2 separate regions of the Gossypium arboreum genome follow, and region 1 is linked to region 2. Evidence: chromatin contacts called from public Hi-C data. All regions are on one chromosome and are shown on one strand. The core of a region is the stretch at or near the end of the contact, and the rest is flanking DNA. Distances in the headings are between cores, read along the strand shown. Region 1 holds the start of LOC108470501 (serine/threonine-protein kinase SAPK2-like). Region 2 holds the start of LOC108474282.

Region 1 (2,823 bases), core at 72-2,571, 290 kb before region 2:
AAATGGGGATAAAAATCTCAACTTAGCTAGATAGCCAAAAAAAAAAAAAAAAGAGGGGGGATCCAATAGACTAAGTAAGGCCATATATACCATTGCATGGCAATAACTCACTCCTGATATCAGTTGTTGAAAGAAAAACCTTGCCTGATGCAGTAAAACAATAACAGTAAGGTAAAAAAATGAAATTCAATAAGCACAACTTTTAACGTATGAAAAATTAGAAAAAGAAAAGATGTTTATAAGAATATACCTCATCTTCACCAAATCTACCAGCGTTGCATATTCTTTCAAAAAGTTCTCCACCAGCTGCATATTCCATGACTATGGCAAGATGAGTTGGTGTTAACAGGACCTGCAAAAAGTTGTGTTTGGGATTGGATCAAACATACCATGGACACCATTGATTTTAGCTGCCCTGTTGAAGATCACAAACTCCCATATCGTTTGTTTGAACCTTTTTAAGTTAATTTTCAATCAAAAACTGGTGCTACCTAATATGAAGCTAAAGCTAAACTGGAAGCTACATCTCTGACCATGTAGGTTGCTCTCAAGGCTAAGTTAGCTAAAACAGAACAAAAGATAAATCATTGTAAAGCCTGTTCTGTTCAAATCAACTCTGATTTTTAAAGAGAAGAAAAAAAAAATGCAAAAACCTTCACTGCTCCATTTAAGGAGCTCTGAAACTTGTACAAGTAATGCTTGTCTTGACTTCAATACCTGAAACTTATGAGGAACTATAGATATTTACCTCTTTGAATTTTATTATATTTGGATGCTTCAAAGACCTATGGTTCATAATCTCCCTTTGCACATGCTCATCAATCTGCATAGACAAGAAATCTCTTGAAATCCATCCATAAGAAAATATTGACAACCCAAACAAGATGATGGGCATGAATCTTGGAGAGCCAATAGGAAAATAAAGCTAAAAACAAAATCTGATACCTTGGGGCCTCTTTCAATATACTTGACAGCATAAAGCTCACCAGTCCTTTTATCCCTAACCAGCTTAGCAACACCAAAGTTCCCTGATCCAATATCTTTCAGTATCTCATAACGCTCCATTTTCCAAATCCAAAAACTCCCAGCAAATATGTAAGGAAAGAAACAGCAGCACTTATATGAATCTTATATAGTTGCAGCAAATATATAAAACCTTTTGTGTAATTTTTTTTTTCTTATATTTGGTTTAGTGTTGGAGGAATCTCCATGATTTTCAAGGACTTTTTGATGTTTTAGTTGGATGGGTGAAAGCAAAGGGCAAAGGAACTAGGATGATAAGGAATCATATGAGGCTGTCCAAATGGTGTCAACGTCAAAGAGACAAGAAGAATGGACATTACACGTGGAGGATAATTAAAAGCTAGAAATTGAAGGAGAAGTGGAAAAGTTGCACACCGACGTTGCTTCGTTTTTGGGTTATCTCTCGTTTTGGTTACCCCACTTAGTTGGCCCTCTTCCTTCTTTCGAAATGTCGCAAAATATCAATAAATAACAATCAAATACTGTGTATTAAAAGAATATTTTCTTAAAGTACTAAATAAACACTCATAACTGAAATATTTCAGTACATTGGATAAGATGATTGAAAGTAGAATTATTTATATTTATTTTAAAATTTGAGCAAATTATATAAATAGTGATTTAAATATTAACATATTTCTATTCTAGTTTCACAGGTTAAAAATTTTATTTTAGTTATTAATGTTATTGAAATTTAAAATTTAGATTGTTTTTTTCATTAAATCATTAATGAAATATTGATATGAATTTTTTTATAATAATAAGTTTAGCTTTCAATGCTTATGATTTCATCAATTTGGACATAATTCTAAAAATTTTAATAAATTTAGCCTTCAACTTTACATATTTTATCAATTAGTCTAAATTCTAAAAAATATTGTGCAAGCCAATAATGCATATGTTGAGTTTTTTTGCAACTTTTAGAACAACATGAAATCTTATTCATTTCATGTCCCTTGTTCTTCTCCCTGACAGTCATCTTCTTCGTTGTCCTAATTTGTCCGATTGACAGAACTAAGCTAATATTACCATTGTTGCCATCAAAACTCCCAATCATCAAAAAGCTCCACAACATCAGATGCCACCCTTATCGCTCGCTCTACATTTTAGCTCAACAATCCGACCCTCTCATGTCGCTCTGCATCACTACTGTCCCCGTACACTTCATCTTCTTTGTTGACGCTACCTCAAAGATCTAAGAGAACTCATGGTTGAACATTCATAAAACATTTGAGGGTTAAATTCAACAAAGGTGTAGTCCTAATTCAACTTTACATATTCATCGTCTTAATTTTTTTTTTTATTTTCTCTCAAAAAATATATCCAATAAGATTTTTTTGATTGAGGATGATCTAGGATTTTTTTTGTTTTTCGAATGGATAAATTTGGATAAAATGTTTGGGTCTAGGCCTTACTCATAAGCTTTGGCCCCAGATTCTCCCCTTAGAGCAGAAGACCCAAATTATGAAGGCATTAATGTTACATATAGGTTTGTCATTTCTCAGGTTGATAAATCTACTACTTATGGAGGTCTCTCTAATTTTTATATGTTGAGGCAAGTTAATGAGAAGTGGTTTGTCCAGTACCAATGGTTGTGGCCACTATGGATAGCCTTGCGACAGGCAACATGACTTGCCATATTTGGTTGGTCAATATTTTAGAACAAAATCTTTGGGCCGTGCAATTGTTGATATTGTGGAAATATGATATCTCATTTATAAAAACATATTCATTTGAAATAACTTATCATGAGGATTGGATCGGACCAAGCTACTGAATCTCTTAAATTATGGAGATTGG
Region 2 (2,700 bases), core at 51-2,550:
TGTATTTCCTTTTTATTTTTATTGCAAAACAGTGAAGAAGATATTACAAAAATAAGGAAAAAAATTATGGGGCAGAGGAAATAAAGCTGAGTAATGCATTAATTTTCCCAAATTTAGATTATTTATGAAAATTTAGATTATACTTCTTAACGAAAGTTTCCTGAACCCGATTCTTACTATTCATTTGGGAAAAAGGAAAACTATTTTGAAATTAATTTATTGGTAATTAAATGGTAATCGATAATACTCAATGAACTCCCTTTCATGTTCTTAAAAATTTTTCTTTTAAAAAACAATTTATGTCTTCTTAGGTAAACCTAAATTCTATTCTTACTATTTATTCATAATTTCCATTAGCAGCTAAAAAGCGCAGAACAAAACTGAAAAAAGCACCATGCCAACAATAGCAAATAAAAATTCAGCTTGAAATTCTAGAAATAAAAAAAAATCGTTTTTACCCGGAAATTAGCCTTGCAATCATCAATAAGAGCTCTAAGCTTTTCGACGACAACTTTCACCATCTCGGTCCGGTTCAAAATCAACGAAACCAGCAAAAACCGGGCATAAAATCTCAACTCCTTAAACCGAACTCGAAGATCCTTCACTCCACACCCTTCGAAATACCTTCTCTTCAAAATCGCTTCATAGAAAATGTAGGCTTCGACCAGAAACCTAGCCTCGCTCGTCCTCATGTACTGGCCGAAATACAGCTGGCCGATCCGACCGGCGATTTCGCCAATCTCCCACCGGTTCAAACCGGCTTTGACAAGCTCGGCTCGGTGTTCTTGCTGGTACTTCCATAACCGCATATAGGCTTTGAAGACTTTCTGGAAATAGTGTTGGCCTTGTGCTCGTCCGTACGACGGTAAGTCCCGGACTCGTGCGAATTTACGGTCCGCGCTCTCGACGAGAGCTCGGAAGGTTTTGGGAACGACGTCTTCCTCCGCCATGTACGAAACAAAAATCTAATACTGATTTCAATAAAAAAAAAACAGTCAAGAGACTCAGCGGCTCGTTAGGGGGATCTGAAGACGGTTACGGTGGACATCGGAAAATGTTTGAGAGAAGTCTAGAGAGATAAAGAGAGATACTGTGTAGACTTTGTTGAGATGAGCTGTAGTTTTTATGGGTGTCAGCGTAATTTTCCCTTTCTCTTTTCTTTTCTTTTCTTTTTTTTTTTTTCTTTTTTTTCCTATAACTGATTTTTGGATTTGTAAGGTTTTATAAATTCAGTAACTTACAGTGATAGCGATGGTAATTAACTCACTGATTTCAGTGATTTGGCGATGTGTCATCATTACTTTCCTGTGGCGACGAAGAAGGACAAGTATTTATTATTAGTATTTTGTATGAGTAAAATAGTCTAAAACAATACACCGTCCGATTATAATTGGGAGAAGAAATGAGAAATCAACGGCTCCTATTAATTATGCCATCAATATTCTTTAATATTATTAACTGGTACACCTACCATTTGTATAAAAACAATAATATTAAACTCATATTTTTAAAATAATAAAGTAATAAAAATTAAAATAATTTTATTAATTAGAATTTGATTTGTATTGAACACTTAAAATAAAATAAATAATTTATATAATTCCTCTTTGTTTTGAAAGTTTGGTGTTGTAATATTTTTTTAATTGAGTTGGATTGTTTAATTAGAATAATTGAATTAAGAAAAATTAAAATTAATTAATTTATGAATCAATATAAACCAATTAAATAGATAGATGATTGATTACATTACCTTTTATTTTTCAATATATTTAATTTTAATGATTTTATTAATTAAATAGTATAAACTAATATGGATGCATTGAAAAACATTAAATATATATAAATGAGAAATCCAATTAAATTATGTTTGACTTCCCAATGATTCGAAAATTTATATAAAAAGTGGAAATGAGTTAATAATCTCTTAATTATGATACAGTATTAAATAAATTAATAGTTCTTTTTTTCTTTTTTTTGTTAAATCCGCATCATGGGAATTGTTCTTTCGTTGGTTTTCTTACCAGTTTGGTTATAAGATACAGCGTACGATTACATTAAAAATATGATTCCAACATTATACGAAAATATTTATGTACATATACATGAATATACGAATTTTGAGCACATGAATGCCTGTCTGGCAATTCTAGATGGAAACAAGGACAGCATATTTTGGCAGAAAATAACAGTTAATTTCTTTTACATATTAAAATTCTGAGCATATAGGACTCTCTTTATACATGTGCAATTTTATATCAAAATTTAAACCCACAAGTTTCAAACTAGAATTCTTAACTCCAAACATCAATTAAATAAGCCCTGTTTTCATGTGAGTGAAAAATATAAAGTTTGACAAAGGATATGTTTTGGATTTTCTGTTTTCGAGGTCTCTAATCTTCGGTTAATGGTAAATATTCCATTTTTTTTTTATACTTATAAATTAAATTATATATATCTGAATTCATGTAGCAACAATGGATCAATTGGTTGGCGTAAGCCATAGTGGTAACTTATAAAGCTGTTATTAACAACTTAGGAAGCACATTAGAAAACTTGATCAAATTTATTTGAGATGTTCATAAATTACATCAGATCTCAATTTATAATTTTTTTAATATTTAATTATTTTAAAATAAAAAAATATTTTATGTTAATATTTATATATTTGTAAATAAATTTGGTTTTGATGGGTGATGATTG

What was found. A called contact is a pair of places that touch in the nucleus more often than the background predicts.
Region 1: a contact with region 2 is called in a Hi-C map of leaf, with 2.5 times the contacts expected there. The contact joins the promoter of LOC108470501 here to the promoter of LOC108474282 in region 2.

Annotation. Positions count from the first base shown.
Region 1 is chr11:55,227,130-55,229,952 of ASM2569848v2, reverse strand. LOC108470501 (serine/threonine-protein kinase SAPK2-like) reads right to left here and starts at 1,321. Exons shown (of 9, transcript XM_017771839.2): 1 at 946-1,321; 2 at 749-823; 3 at 251-352; 4 at 112-144. The coding sequence starts at 1,065.
Region 2 is chr11:54,937,594-54,940,293 of ASM2569848v2, reverse strand. It overlaps LOC108474282, which reads right to left and starts at 1,300. Exons shown (of 9, transcript XM_017776250.2): 1 at 459-1,300. The coding sequence starts at 950.